Linked DNA regions of Anas platyrhynchos: region 2 is linked to region 1. The links are chromatin contacts, called in public Hi-C maps. All regions are on one chromosome and are shown on one strand. The core of a region is the stretch at or near the end of the contact, and the rest is flanking DNA. Distances in the headings are between cores, read along the strand shown. Region 1 holds the start of BCR (BCR activator of RhoGEF and GTPase). Region 2 overlaps BCR (BCR activator of RhoGEF and GTPase).

The links. A called contact is a pair of places that touch in the nucleus more often than the background predicts.
Region 2: a contact with region 1 is called in a Hi-C map of F5 follicle, with 4 times the contacts expected there. The contact joins the enhancer-like site here to the promoter of BCR in region 1. A contact is called at or near these places in 7 of 8 Hi-C or Micro-C datasets (F1 follicle, F5 follicle, liver and 3 more).

What each region holds. Positions count from the first base shown.
Region 1 is chr16:8,521,846-8,529,695 of IASCAAS_PekinDuck_T2T, reverse strand. BCR (BCR activator of RhoGEF and GTPase) reads right to left here and starts at 2,765. Exons shown (of 24, transcript XM_027469697.3): 1 at 2,389-2,765; 2 at 484-2,152. The coding sequence starts at 1,999. It overlaps RAB36 (RAB36, member RAS oncogene family), which reads right to left. Exons shown (of 14, transcript XM_072024595.1): 14 at 5,108-7,850.
Region 2 is chr16:8,596,391-8,604,240 of IASCAAS_PekinDuck_T2T, reverse strand. BCR (BCR activator of RhoGEF and GTPase) reads right to left here. Exons shown (of 24, transcript XM_027469697.3): 10 at 1,549-1,670; 11 at 1,120-1,288. Among named protein-coding and RNA genes, the nearest start is that of SPECC1L, 33 kb to the left of the region's middle. Within about 2 kb of position 2,975, at least 3 of the 8 cell types and tissues checked have an H3K27ac peak or open chromatin away from gene starts, as enhancers often do. A contact at or near this core is called in F1 follicle, where this site is marked.

The DNA.
Region 1 (7,850 bases), core at 1,516-4,015:
CTGTGGGAAGAGCATCATTTCTGGTAAAACTCCAGCAAAACCTTCAGGTTGGAGCATGTTGCCATACTATCACCTCTGAGGGAGGGTTTAACTACTCAAGGCAAGAATAAGAGGGAAGGAATGATCGCTTTACAACCCCTGAGAAGTTCTGGCCCCTATTTACGTCAGTGTTGACACCGAAACTTTGAGAACTCATTAACGTAGGACTCGGTTGATCCTCTCAAGAGAAGCCTGAACCAAACCTTATGGGAATCCAATCTGTATTTCTAAAATACAGTCTGAGGTATACTTCTGCAGGACCTTCCCAGAACAGGACAACTACAAGGTAAACAGAGTTTTCACATGAAACACTTGCCCCCTTTGGGTGATTCACCCAGGGCAACCTAGAAAATCACTCCCATTCATTTTTCATTTCCATGATGCCACTTCCTGCTCTGTACATTAAAAAAAAAAAAAAAAAAAAAAAAGATGTCTGGTACACACCTGCATCCCCATGGAAGCAGCTGTCCTGGTGACATCTCCCAGAAGGCAAATCTCCGTCACTTGGCCAGATCTGTCCTGTTTTTCGTACGCCCACAATAGTAGCCTCAGACACAACGACCTGCTGCTGCCGGTGCCGTTTTTGAGACTGGGGGGTCGGTGGACTGCTGCTGTCAAAGGACTGCTGAGAGTTCTGGGACGGAGAACGACTTTTATCCCGGTACATGCGGTAAGTGGTGGGGCTGGGGGACACGTGGCTGGACTGCCCTGAAGAGAAGTCTTCCTCGCTGGAGGTAAGGTTCTCATTAGAGCTACAGTCAGGAGTATATCCTCCTCCAATATCTTCAAAACTCCTCGGGGAATAAGATCTCCTGGGCCAAGTGAGGTGTTTTTCCTGGTCAGTCGTACTCTGATTTCTCAGGATAGGTCCTTTCCCTTCTGCATCCCCCATCATTCCACCAACATAGATACTTTGATAGGGCTGAAAGTCCATGGGCTGCCAAGGTGAGCGGTTGCTGCCATTGGCATTAATCAGATTATCTTTGAGAAACCTGGGGTTCAGTTCAGCATCTTCATATTCTCCATCATAGCCAAAAGTGCTCTCTGAGGACCTTCCCCTGTAAGCAGGCCTCTGGAATTCGTTGAAGCTGGGTACCACAGTAGAAGGAAGGGAGTGTAAGGACTTTTTGCGTTCCATTTGCATGGCTTGGCTACCAAGAGAGCTTATTTTATCAGAAACGTCTTTATCGTTGACCTTCACTAGACCCTTCTCGTGATGATACTCCATGTTCACATAGAAGGGCTTTTCAACAACATCCTTGTTATCTCCAGAATGATGTGAATTCCCCTTTTTAATCCTCTCAAAGTTAGACCTTAGGGCTGCCACACTGGTGCTGTTCCCTCTGTCCTTAGAAATAGGTTCAAAAGATGCCTCCTTCTCAGCAGATCCCGCTAGCCTGCGAGTGGAAGCCGATCTGTGTTTTGAAGGAGATCCATCTGTATCACAGCGAGTCTCTGTATCTTCTACAACTCTCTTCAGTTTCTCTTCGCCGTAGTACTTACACCTGTCCTGCTCTCCCTCCCCGTGATGGGGACTGTCCAAAGGCGACAGGTCTGACCCGTCACTCTGGGTAGACAGCTTCCGCAGAGAAGGTATCCTGGGTTTGAACTTTTCCTCCCCGTGGTGTGACTTGCTTTTTTCATATTCATCTTGGTCAGCAGACTGGTGATGATGCAGGTCCTGGATCTGCTGCTCTGCACCCCCTTCAGGCAACTGAGAAACACGTTTAAAACCCCATCTCTGTCTATCGTAGCTTTTTTTCTCCTTTGCCAGAAGAGTCTGCAGGTAAATCATGCGGAACCTCTCCTTGTTGACCTCCATCTCCAGTCTCCGGATAGATGCTTTGCACATCTCCAGCTCCTGTTCAATATCTCCCACAGATTTCAGCTCCATTTTAGGAGGCTCAGAGTCTGCAAATTGTGCTTTCCAAGCCTCCACAAACCCCACAGGGTCCACCATTTTGCATACAGGAGTAAATAAGTGGAGAATAAGGGAGGGAAGCTGGAGAGAGATAGCCGGAGAGAATAAAGCAGCCGGATCTCACATGTAGAAGCAAAAACAGCTCCGGCAGGGTCAACTCAACGCGTCTCTTTCACGGTCCATGCAGAGGAACTGGGAGGCAAACGGCAATCCTCGGATCAATCTCTGCTCCTCGCCTCCTCCACCTCTCGCCGGCCCCTGCCCCCCGTCCCCTCGCTACTCTCCCCCCGTCATGCCCGAGCTTCTGCTAGCGAACAACAACGCTCCCACCCCGGCGATTCCCGAGCACTTCAAAGGGGAGGTGGACAAAGGAGCAGGCTCGGGGTGGGGGAGAGAAGGTAAATATCGCCCCCCACCCTCCCACCCACCTCCTGCCGCTGCCGTCCCGGCCGCGCTGCTCAGTGCGGCCGCTCCGGGCAGCCCTCCGCTCCGTCCTCCCGCGGCCAGCCCCCGTGTTGTGCTTTCTCTTTCTCTCTCCTCCTTTCCCCCTGCCCCTTTCCCTGTCTCCTCCTCCTCCCGGCTATTGTTGCTGGCCTCCGGGCGCAGGGCGGCGAGCCCGGCCGCTACCCGGCGGTGCCGGAGCTCCCCGCGGCCCCGCGGCAGCCTCCCCGGCGCGGCTGTGGAGGCGGAGGCTGGCGGCGAGGCTCCGGAGGCTGCCCCCGGCTGCCCATCGCGGCCCGGCTCCGGCGGCGCCCCGAGCCGCGGCGCTGCGGAAGGGGAGGGATGGAAGGAGGCAGGGAAGGAGGGAGGCAGGGCAGGAGCCCGGCTGAAACGGCGCTGGGGGCCTCTTAAAGGGGCAGCCCGGGCCCCCGCTGCCTTTGGAGGCCCGGCCCGGCGGAGGCTGGCGCCGAGACAAAGGCAGCGGTGTGCGAAGAGGGGGCACGAGGGAGCAGGGCGAGGTTGGAGCACGGAGGGGGCTGGTCTGGCCCTCCTTAACTCCGAGCTGCAGCCTTCAGGCCCCGCTGAGGGTTTTGGGGGTGTTTAAGGAGAGGTTGCACTCGGTTGGGTGGGAGGCAGTGGGGTGATGGTTGGACCTTGGAGGTCTTCTCCAACCTGCATGATTCCATCATTCACCTCAAGCCGAGGTGCTGGGCACTAGCAGGCTCCTCATTCATTCGGTCCTTGCTGAGTTATCAGTGCCCAGCTGGTGCTCTGAAAGCACTGTGATATTGGTAATAAAGTCTGCTTTGTTCAGAGATTAGGTGTGCCTTTGTCCTGTATGTTAGCCTACGCAGAACAAGCGGGAGCCCCGCTCTCCAGCTCTGGGTGAAGGGGGGCAAACAAGCTGAACATGGGCCAGCAGCTGTCTCTCATTCCACCTGAAATTGGGGTACACAGCCGTGTTTAGGCCCTGTACCTTTTCCACATACTAATTCAACCTCTGAAAAAGGGGTAATGGATACACCTGAAATTGCAGTGTTCCTGTCCAAATGATGGGAAAAGTGGGATATTGTACACCTCACATCCCTCAGAAGCCTGCTTCTTTCATGCCAGAGGTGGGACAAATCCCCAGAGTGAGGAATACCTTTTCTCATGCATTTTAAGAGAAAAGATTGTGGAATATAGCCCCAGCAATAACTAATACGGTTCCTTAAGCATGAAAAGCACAAGTCCACAAGAGCAGTTCTCTTACCTTCAAAATATGCAATGTTTCATAATCCACTAAACCATTTTCCTCTTCACGCTTTTTGATATGACATATCAAATATTTTCAGACATCACAAACGGCTAATCATGCATTCAGCTTTGCATAGTTCATCTCCCTTGCTGTTCGTTTCCTGGCTTTAACCTCTTTTTCCTGCACTTGTTTCCTCAGCTTCTAACACACTGGCTGATCTATGTGGAAAACAGATTATAATCAAAATCATAATGAAATCTGTATACTTAGTAAATATCTATACAAGCCTTCTAGGGAACTTCCATCTTCCACAGAAAGAAAATTGGCTTTTTAGCATTGATGCTGTTTGCCGTCATGCCGGTTTGAACAACGACATTATGACACACAATATATTTCCAGTAATATGACATTTCAGATTTTACTAGCATGATTAAAATAACGACAGATATATTACATAATAAGGCTCTGTTATGAATTTGTGTCCCCCATTTGTTCATAGTTTGCTGGTGTTATTGGTTTGTTTTATTATTTCTAGGGTGTTTTCTCACACTCACTAGGCTCACTTTTCCAGAGGCAGCAAGAATTCTGATGAGTCAGAGGGACTTCTGTACGCACGTCTAACTTTTGGCGAACACTATTAAACAACTGCAGCCTCTGTATTCATTGAGGTACTACAGCATCAGAAGTTCCGGTGGCCATTGAAGGGGTCTCTGAATTTTTGCTGATACTTTCTACATTCGACTGAGTATAGTTTTATCAGGATACAAAATTTCATTAGGGCTCTGGAGGTAGATGTATCTGGGATTGGTGACAGAGCATGCTGTGACAAGGGGGCTAAAAAAAGCCAGTACATTCAGCTCTCGCCCTCTGCTGGCCCACAAGAGATTGCCAGTTCTTGCCAGTTGAACCATTACTGGAACTGAACTGGCCATGGAGCTCCCTCCTGTGGGTAAGGAGAGCTACTACGCTTAGCAGAGTTCCAGGTTATGGGCTTTATCATGATCCCACACGGGAGAATCAGGAGTTTTGTAAGAAAAAAATAAAAGTGGAAGCACATAAGCAGAGTCTTTCTAACAAGAAATAAAACATAATTTCTCATTCATACGTGGCTGAAATTAAGAAACTGTATTTTTGTATTACAAGACAGCACACTGTGGTAGAGTCTGGCTAGGCCAGTTATCTCCCAAAGTCCTGTCCAGTCCAAATTATTCTGTGAGCCCAGGAACACGGGAACCCCATTTCTTAAGATTCAGAAAATGGCAATTTGTTGCTGTGAGAACAACCTTATGGCCCAAAATAAAGGAAACCCATCCCCCATCTCCATTAACTAATGCAGATGCTGCTACAACCTGAACCTGCCAAACACTTCATTTTAACTCAGCCTGTGAAGATGTGATACAGTGAGCAGTTCATAGCATCTGCACACTGGTAAGCTTTGTTACACTCCCCAGAACAACTTCTGACTATTGATGAAAACCCGAAAAGACACAGAATACGACATCTACTCATGAAGAATGAACTCTGGTTGTACCTCAGTGAGGTGAGCCTGAGCTGAGAACCAACACTAAAGGTCTGAATCACATGACCTATGAAAATATAAAGAATAACACCCTAAGCGTCAAATAATCACTCAAATGGCAGAAACAATACCACTAAAGATTAAAATGAAAGATGGTTTTACAGTAAAAATGAAATTTGCCTGCCAGGTGACTATTTCTTGAATGGCTTTTGATCTGTTATCAGTTTTTCCTCAAAGAGATACATGTGCTTATTTAAACAGAAGCTCATTAACCATTTAGCTTGTACTTATTAAGACAAGAAACAGCATAATACTAGTACGTCTTTGGGGAGATTATTACACCTGTTCTTTAACTTTGCTTCAGACTCTCTCTGAATTTTAAGTTATCCAACTTCTCACCGGCAAATTCCACAAGGAAGCTGGTGCTGAAACTGGTGCCATGATCACTCTGAAGTTTTCAACTGGTATAAAATTATGTTTGTGTTTAGAGTTAATGTAGTTGTTCTGACATTGTTTTTAATAATATTAAGGATTCTTCAAAACAAATGAAGTTGCTGATAGAATGGAATAACATGCATAGAATACAACATAGACCAGACAGGAACATTTAAGAACTTGCAAACTAATGTTTATTTTCCCACTAAAGTTAGGTTTCCTTTGTGCTAATATGATCTAAGATTCATTTTAGGTTATCAATTATTAATACTGAGTTCTTTGCAGGAGAAGTCTCACTGGGACTTAAAAGAAATAAAGTCTCAAAGCATCTGTCATAGATTGGATGGAGTCAGACCACTGCCAGGGGATAGTTACTGATTGACAGTTTTGCATAAAGTTTTTGGAACTACAGACAATAAAAAACAATAATGACATCAAGCAATGCACTGAATCATTAGAAAAACTGTCCCAGTTGATTTTCCTAGCAACATGACTGCATTGCTGAAGAAATTACATCTCTGATTTTGCACAAGAATTGCACCTAGCCTAGACAAGAAGACAAGGCATGTCATCCTAAAACCTACCTTTTGGCCTCCAGGACCATTATCAATGTTTCCAGGACGGAACCAGAGCAGTTTGTCTGCTCAGCAGCAACCACGTGTAACTGCCAAAACGTGCTGTGGGTATAGGCAATTCTTATCTGAAGGAGTACTGCTGCAGCAATGCTGAACTTGACCACCTACAGGTACATTATTGTCCTCAGAACAACACTATCTGGTAGTGTGTGTTCAAATTTTCTTCTCTTGGCATGTTCAAAGTGCATGACAAGACACCAGCTTATGTCCAAGAAATATATATATATGAAAGCAAAATTTGGTCCGAAGCTCAGGCCTATTCATCATAAGTAGCAAACAAACAACTTTGAAACCCGGTTCTACAATAATAACTACTTTATGAATCATTTACTCATACAATAAAGTCTTTAATAAAGAAATGAACTAAGAATAACTGAATGAAAGAAAGACAAAATTGTGAATTTCAAATTACTTCAGAGAAAGTTTTCCATATGAAAATAGAGGACTAATTTTTTAAAAAGTCACCAATACTACTTCTGTGAGTTTCTATTTATCTATCATAACCCGAGGACAGCAGTACTCATCCACAGCACAGTACACAGGAATGGTTTTGTGGCTCCACTGTGCTTCTAAAATTGCTTCTGAAAAGCATTATTCAAATGCAAGATGTTTCATATACATACATAATACACTGCAGTAGAATGAACTATCTTTTTCTACTCTCATTCAAACTCAGTGAACACAAAGATCACAGCTATGCTGCCCACTCAGTGGAAAGCATGGTACAAGCAGAGTACATGTTCATCATCTTGTGAAAGAGATTTGCGAGACGAAATACACAGAACATCAGAAGGTCAAAATATCACACATTTGGATAAATAACTTCTTACATACCCCCACATATTCACCTTCTCTACCAAATGCTACATTTGTGTCTTTGCCAACAGAATCAGCACAATAGCCAAATAGGAGATTGACTGATTAAAAAAACAAGAGAGAGAAAAAGTGTTCCCAGATCTCTACTCATTATATCATTTGAAGCTCCTCTAGTTCATAGCATAAATCATAGAAGTATAAATGTAATTTACTTTTAATAAAAGTAAAGGCTCTTTAGGCCATTTTTTCTTCCATATTTTCTATTTCTTAGGAAACAATTTTTGGACTAAAAATAGCTGAGAGCCTAGATTTTTTTTAGCTTGATATGTAGATTCATTATCAAATATTTATCTTTATTTTCTCAGTTTTCCAGATACTGTAGTTTTTGTAATAATTGAACAAACATCTTCTGAAACTGTAACTTGTAATTGTCCACGGGTTTTCTTTGTCTCTCCATATTTAAAACAGTTGCAGTTAAGAAATATTAGAGCATTACAAAAAACCTATTTCACTCTTTCTTATGCCAGTATAGCATTTAATTCTGGATTTGAATCTTAGAATTATGAAGTCATAAGCAGCTGATAAAGAGTTTTCTAGAGAAGCAGTCTTTCTGTTTAGCAATATGCATTTATTTTATTTCCCTATAACTTTTACAGGGTTTTTTTATTTTTCCTTTTAAACTTATCTATTTTTGAAGTTGAAACCTAGTTACCAAAATCAATCATACTAACACAGTTTCATGTATACTGAGCAAATATTACAGTAATTTCAGACAATGTTATTTGTCATTCAAATTTCTGGCAATGT
Region 2 (7,850 bases), core at 1,726-4,225, 74 kb before region 1:
ACTGGGCAGCCACAGCACTGCCAGGTCCTCCACAAGCATCCTTAGTCAAGGAGAGTGAAGGCAACTTCTCTAAAAGCTGCTCGGAACTCTATCACCAAAATTCTTTCCCATCTGCTACCTACCAACGCGTTTTCAGAGGTCAGCTAAAACACGTTTGTTTGTGTTTTTTTTTTTTTTTTCTTGGATAAAACCCAGCCCCAAAGCCAGCCACGTACATTGTTTGGCACTGATGCACCAAAACGTGTTTCCTAAACACCTGCGTCTTGTGAGTAAGAGGCTTCCACACCGTGTTCCTCCTAGTATCTCACATTTTCCAGGAAACCCTCTCTGAAAGCTAGCCAGGGCAAAGGCACAAGAAGCATGTTCTTTGGAAGTGCAGGGGATTTTCTTCTCATGGTACAAGTAATTTTATTCATATCCTTCTCTACATACCGTCAGGCTTTTAGTTTTCAAAGACTTTTTTCTCATTTGGGTGGCAGGATGGTTCAAAGTCTAACAACTCTGAGAAAACGTGCCTTGCAAGCAAAGACAAGCCTGGGCCAGAGACACCACATCTTTGTCATACTGTCCAGTCAGAATAATTTGTATTCTCTTTATATATTGCTGTTGCTTTGACACTGGTGAAGTCAGAAAATGCTAGAAAAGCATAAGTGAGCCTGCAAAAATTCCAAAGTACATGCTTCTGACCAAATTCACTTACAGGATCATACTCAGACAGCCAGAAGTCAGACTTCCTAAGAAGTGCTATGCCACACTCCCAGTCCTTCTCGTGTCTACAGCATAAGAGCTCTGCTCTCCACATGAATGCCTGGATAAAGCAGTCACATGTAGTCCCATGCAAGTAGGGAAGCTACTGGCTACCATAAAGCATCTTTTGCAGTTCCTGCATCCTCAAAGGACACCATCATTCAAGCACTGCACTAGGATGAGCAACAATGGGCTACGCAGCAGTCTAGATATCACTGCTAACAGAGCTGCACCACAAATCTCTGCTGGGTGGTCTCTGCAGGACTCCCCATGCTGTGCAGCTCTGGGAACGCTGCTTCTATCAGCATCTGATGTCAGCAAAGATACTGAATCTGTTCTATGCTTTGGTTGGAGCAGTCAACCCCTTTTTACCTTTTCACGCTGGATGTCATTCTTGATCTGGGATATCTTGATCTTCATGGCATCCAGCTCCTCATCAGGCACCAGTGGGATGTTGGGCACTGCCTCAGACTCATCCACCATTTGGAAACTAAGGTCCGTGAGTGGGATGTACCATTTGCAGTCATACTGCTGGCTTTTTCTGAAAGACAGAAGTTCCAAACCTTTACTACTACTGGTGCTTAGCAACACCCACTCCCCCCCTTCCCACGAGCCTTTCCTCATTATAGTTCAGAAGATACAGAAATGGGCACAACTTCACTGTGACTTCCAGGTGGAAAAAATCTGGCAAAAGGCTGCTTTCCAGTAAGAAACTGGAGTATTCAACTGTCATTGCTGGCTAAACCGAGAATTATGCTGAAGCTGAGATGCAAAATACATAGTCCAGAAAGGAAACCTCACCCTCCAATCTGCTTCTTGAGCTTGGCACACAGGAATAGATCAGTAAAAAGAAAGACATGACGGAGTTTGCGAGCCCCCTCAACTAGCTCCACCATGAAGCTGTCCTTCAGGAGCTGCCGGTGCTGGTGAAAAACAGAGAAAATGTTTTGGTTAGTGCAAGAAGGGCCCAGGTAAGGCACTGAGCCCCCTCAGCAACACACTCCATACTCCTTATGCATGACTCCTACCAGAGCCAATTGAGTAAATTGTTTCAATACAGAGAAAAAAAAAAAAAAAGAAAAAAAAAGAGCTGTTAAATGCTCCTTATTGCAAGCTCTGCTCCCTGCTGTTGCCTTCTCTCCTAGGGGCAGCAATGGCCAGGCACCTCCTTCCTCATCTGGTTCCAGGTCAGAGCTGAGGCTTATTTCCATCACCTGTCTCTGAGCCCGTGTAATTTATGGTGAGTCATTGCCTGGCTTCTCCATACCACGATCGCTCCCAGAACATCATCCCCCCCACAAACCAGTAGAGAGCAGCAAACACCACTTTTCTATCCGGGCTTTCCCTGCCCTCCCCAGGAGTCACTTTCCCAGCTATTGGGTGCAGCTGGAGCTATGAGGAGCCTACCAACACCTCCATTCCCAGCAGCATTAACAGCTGAATGCCATTGCTGCTTCTTTATTATAAGTGCTGTGCTGTTAAGGGATGATTCCTGACCAAAATGTGTACCTAGCAAACTCCTCAGTAGTCCCTTACCAGCCTGTGTTTAAACAGGACCATCTGGATATGTCCCCTACCCCATGCCTGTTAAAAGCCTTTTTTTTTTTTTTTTCCCCCTCAAGTCAAACAAACATTCCTCAAACCTAGATGATGTAAAGAAAGTGCCTAACACTGATGTCATTATGTCTGCCTCTGGTTCCAGGAAGCTTTACAACCTTCTACATGAGACACACACACTGGAGGGCAGAAGCACCTCTTTCCTATTGCCCTTGCAGGGGCTCTGCAGCTGACAGACAAAGTCTGGAGCGCTGGCAGTGAGGCAGATGGGTCTGTGCTGTCACCAGTGACCAACTCAGGAGTTTCAAATGCTGCTCCATGCTCAGACCTTCTGTTCTGATGTGTCAGGATCAAACAGAGTTTGAGTGCACATCTGGAAGAATAGAAATCTCCCACTGGTTTTCAAACAGAAGTCAAGGGTATGAAACTCCGGGCAAATTCCTATAACTGTCAGTTTTGCCTTGCTTCATGGCCAGTACAATCAGTCACTGTCAACGTATCCATGCAGCTCTAAGACAATTTTTCCTGACCCACAGTATTTTTCCTTGCTATTCCAGCTAGGGGGATGCTCCCCTGATACCGGGGAGTGACACAGCACACGTGCTGTACACGCCATGACAACGTCACGGCTGGAGACTGGAGAGATCTAACACTGCCCAACGCTCGCCAACACCCCCTCCTGCTGTTTCACTGCCAGCCTTCTCCAGGCCCACGCACGACTTGTCAGTAGGATTCACTGCTGGCCTGCAGCAGCTCTGCAATCACCACACATGCGAAAGCTGTCCTCCTTTTCCAAAGGCAGCTCTGCTCCGGTGTGCAGTAGGAAAGCAGTTAACCTGAGCAAGGTCAAGACATCCAAAGCAGAATCGTGCCTCAGTTTCTCTGGGTTATGCCTCATGAGTTTTATTTGCTGCATGATATAACAAGCCTTGAACACGTTTACTGCAGAGAGTGGGAGTGCAAACCCCCGCACTGCCTCTCCTTCCTCCTACCATCCTTCCCATCTCAGCTCTCCAACTGAAAACAAACCACATCAGTCCCGAGCCCAGCACACATCATGGCAGGAAGCACAAGGGAGAGAAATGTCCTTGCAGACATAATTCTTGTTTCCACAGTCTGTCCTAGAGCACCCCAAACTTCCTGACATGGGTAAGAGTCTGCGTTTTACTGTCTGCAGCTGCACTAGCACCACAGCAAGCTGCTGAAGCACAGATAGCGTCAGCATCTCATCTTGGGGCCACCTGCCAATGTACAAAAGTCCTGGGAATCTGCGAGCAGCAGCAACCAAAGCTGCACCTTCCCCATAGTGCCAGGAAGTTAATGCTGCTCCCCAGCAGACTCTTGTACCATCTCTGGGCATGAGCCTGTGGAGATCTGGTATCCAGCAGTGATTCAGGCTCTGAAAGGCCTGTACATATGTTAATGTTTATTTTTAGGTGGGTGTGATCCTCCTGGCTTCTCCTCGGTGGTTTTGGAGAGAATGCCTGCCTGCATTGATGTCGTTGCTAATGATGTGCACTTGTGCATGCCTCCCCCCTCCTGCCCAGTCAACAAATCCCAGGTAGGCAGGAAACAGGAAACATCCAGCTTTAAAAATAAATAAATAAGAAGGAGGTATGCTGTCAGTAGCAGAAACACTCTCCACAGCTGCAAAGAATTTCATCTGGGGGCATTAACAAAGCAGGGAAAGAGATTTTCTGAACAAGCCAAAACCCTGATCTCAGGTTGGTAGATCTGATGAATATTAATTATGCTGCAAATCAGCTCAGCTCCTCCGGGGCAATGAGAATAGCTGCTTGTTGCCAGCTCAACCTCAGCCCATTGTTCTTAGGTGTAAAGATGTTCTCTCAACTCACTCACCTCTGCTACCCAGGCAGGCACGTGCCCCAGGCCTGACCTGCTTTGTGTCTCCCTTTTGCGAGACACTGGCAGGTGTGTTTGGCTTCCTGTACCATCACCTAGACCACAGTATTTTGAAGATATGCATGTCTTCAAGTGAAGGGATGCCCATAAAGAGGCACCAGTGACTGGAAGTCCTGGTGTCAAGCCTCCACAAAGCAAGACTAGGTGAGCCCATCGCTGTTCCCTGCAGCAAGGCCACAGACCTCCTCACACAGCCTGCCTGCTCCACCCAGTCGACCCCTTCTCCTGTGTCTAAATTTGCACCTCATCTGCGACTGCACGGTCTTTGGCTGTCATCATCTGAGCAGAATTTCTCCAGGCAGCCCTGCTCTCTGTCCCACATCTCCCCAAAACCCAAGCAGAAAGCTCAGCTATACAATGCCAAAACAGGGGTGTGATTTAACAGCCTTCGTACTTCCCATCTGGGACTTGGGTACCCCTTCTTTTGCACTGAGTTTATTTTGGCTGGCACTCCTGGGTACAAATTACCCAGGCTGACAAGACACAAGTTTTGGCAGCAGGATCTCTCAGCAAGAGAGCTGGGAAGAAGACAAGGCTGTAGTTCCTAAGCTTGACTGGAAGAGAAGTGAAGAGGTGAAAGGGATGTATTCCAGTCATCCACTTGGAGGGAAACACTAAGCTTCCTTGAGCTTTCATTCTTCATTTCTTCTCACTCACGAGCTAGGTGGGAAGGTCTCCCACAGGGAGCCACAATGAGCAACCAAGGATCCAGGAAGGAGAGGACAGGAGAAAGGGTTTGCGGATCAAATCATGAGGGTGTGGAGCTTGATATTAGATCTAACTACCAGCTTCTCTGGGAAAACAGGATTTTCATTAGGGCTGGCCACAATAGGCATGCACCAGGCTGAGCAGCATCAGTGGAGCAGAGGAAGAGCGCTTCCAGCAAAGGGTCACATCCTTTGTTGCAAATGATTCATCTTGCCGGGAGGGTTCAGCAGGTCAGTGGGAAACAATAAAAGCGTTTCCCAACTGGCTTACCAGATCCCTGCCAAGCCACAGTGAGGGAGCGCAGGGCACCTTCCTGACCTCCCGGCATGAGTCAGCCCATCCTATCCCGCCCTGGGGGAGCCAGCAGCCCTCTCAGGCAGCACTTGTGCCCGTCAGGTGCGCAGGCCACCTCAGCTCCACCGGTCCTCTCTAGCATTTTGGGCACCAAAGCCCACCTTGGTCAGCTCCCACCTACAGGCAGCAACTGCTGTTCCTTCCGTGGCCTCTTGCTAGACAGGGTCTCCTGAAACACAAGGTCTTTTGGCTTGTTGATCCTGCTGTATGAGATGTACAATACCTCATGTGTTTCCTAAAACAGGCTACACAGACACCAAACATCAACAAAATGTGAGCTTAGTATCAGAGTGGCAGTGTGATTCCCTCTCTTCCACAAACAGCCCTAGTACTAGCAGGTGTCCAGCCCAGGAGCTCAGCTCAGCTACAGAAAGATGTTTGTGGAGGCCTAAAGGAAAATCTCACATTTTGTATCAAAATGGGGTGAATTAGGATCACCTTTAATCTCTTACACAGGGCCTGGGCCCTGTCACCTCCACAAAGCTGTTGTCAAGCTCCTGCGCTGGTGCAGTAAAAGTCCCAAGTCTCCTTTCTAGACCCTGCTTTCCTTTTCATGTTTTTACCTGCTTCTTCTCCCACCCATCTCAGTGCTCTGGACAAAAGAGCTCTCCCTCTACATCCTTCAGTGCCTGGATACCTCTTTGGATTGCCTCCTGCTGTCCTCCTCCTCTTACCTCCATTAACAAGCATCTCCCCCTTCTCTGCTACCAACCTCACGACTACCTATGCGCTCATCAATTCATCCTACAGTGTTTTTGTGCTGTTTGCACATGATAAATCCTGCTGCTGTCACGTACCACTTAACTCCAGGAAGTGTGGCAGAAGACCAGCTTGTCTGAGACACATTAAAAAAAGTGGAATGTAAAAATATACTGATCCAGAACCACAGCTGTACAAAGAGTTGTCTCCTCACGTGAGTGCCAAGGAAAGAGCTCATCCGATGTGGTGACAGCAGAGGCCTGCAGCGTGCGTGGGTGAGAGCCCCGGGAAGGACTGGAACATGTGTGATGCAGGAGGAGGAGGGTAAGAGCAGGAGATGGGTATTGGCATATGTCAGCGAGGAAGAGGTGGTTTGGCTTTCTGCAGAGCGTAGGAAGAAAATGATTCCTCGTGTGTGTGTGCATGTGTTGCAAGACCAGCATTGCAGAATAAAGGGATTCTCTGCCTAAGGAGCTAAATTGGCTGCCCTTTGAGCATTTTAATAGCTTTTTTTTTTTTCTTCTTTCCAAAGCTTCTGTCACCAGGAACTCTCTGACTCCAGCTGCGAGAGAGTGTGAAGCATCCAAGATCATTTTTGAGTGCTCTATTGCCAACATCTGCCCAAGGCCTCTAGGAGCAGTAGGCACCAGGCCTCAAGCTGTGTGTGCCTGCCTGGGTCTAAGCTTAGCCCCCAGCTTTCCAATGGCTTTAGTTTGCACTTCTGTTCCCTTGCATAGCTCCTTTGCCCTTTCTTGTTCCTACCACAGCCTCTGCCGCATTGAACAGGAGACTAAAGCAATGATACCCTGTCCCTTGATTGCAGTTACAAGTCACATTTAGATACACGGTAGAGCAGTCTGCCAAGCAGCTGCTTTTCCTAAGTGCAGACATGGAAGGTCCACAGCAGCATATGATCCAAATCTGATCCAAAATGCAATCTAGTGGACTTGTTCCCAGAAGGAGCTGCCTGTCTGCCCTCTCATGTGCTGAGGAGATCAGACACTAAGCCATGGTTTAGCTTTCAGGCAGCTCCATTCCTCCATACCACTGTGGGATCACACAAATACCAGTGCCAACACTTCAGAGAGGGTGGGACTGCATGGCCATGGGCAGGGCAGAATGGCAGCCACCACCACCCAGATTGGTTTGAACTGCCCTGAAACAACACCCTGACAAGAGTGCTAGATGAGCTGCAGTCAAGGGAAGGCCCAGCATCTCCCAAATTAACTCCGTGATTTGCTGCAGTTTTATTAACTCCTGCTTTACAAAAATGGGCTGAATTAGCTAGAAGCACAAGCCTTGGCAGTGAAAGACAACACCAGCTTCACGGTCGTTTGCATCCAGATTCAGATGAGAAAAAACATGCAGTCCACATAAGTGATTTGTTAATCAGTCTCGCAGGGCTATCACTCCTTCCCTTCTAGCTTATCTGGCACATCCTTCACCTTAAAGCATACATTTTCCTGCTTCTCCAGGGGACCACCCTCTGTAAAACCTTAAACAGCTACCCTTTTCAAGACCAGAGGATAGCAGTAAAGAAGAGTCAGTGAGCAAATAAGGTGTCTGCTCCATGCTTCTAAAAGGTGTAAGATTTTTCACCCCTCTCATTCTGAGTCAGAAGGTGCTGTGCTACTCAGACCCCCCTTTTCCTCTCTCTGTGAATGTTTTTGATTACTTAGAGAGTCAGTGAAGTAGATATCTGCAGATAACCCATCAAAAAAGTAAAAAAAAAAATAATAAAATAACAAAAGCAGAAAGGTAGGAAGAAAAGAAGTGGTAAGATAATGGAATAGTACAGGCTGAAGGGAGACAGATCTAAAAGTTTGGAAAAAGCCCTCCTGGCTTCCTTGTGCTGCCATCTA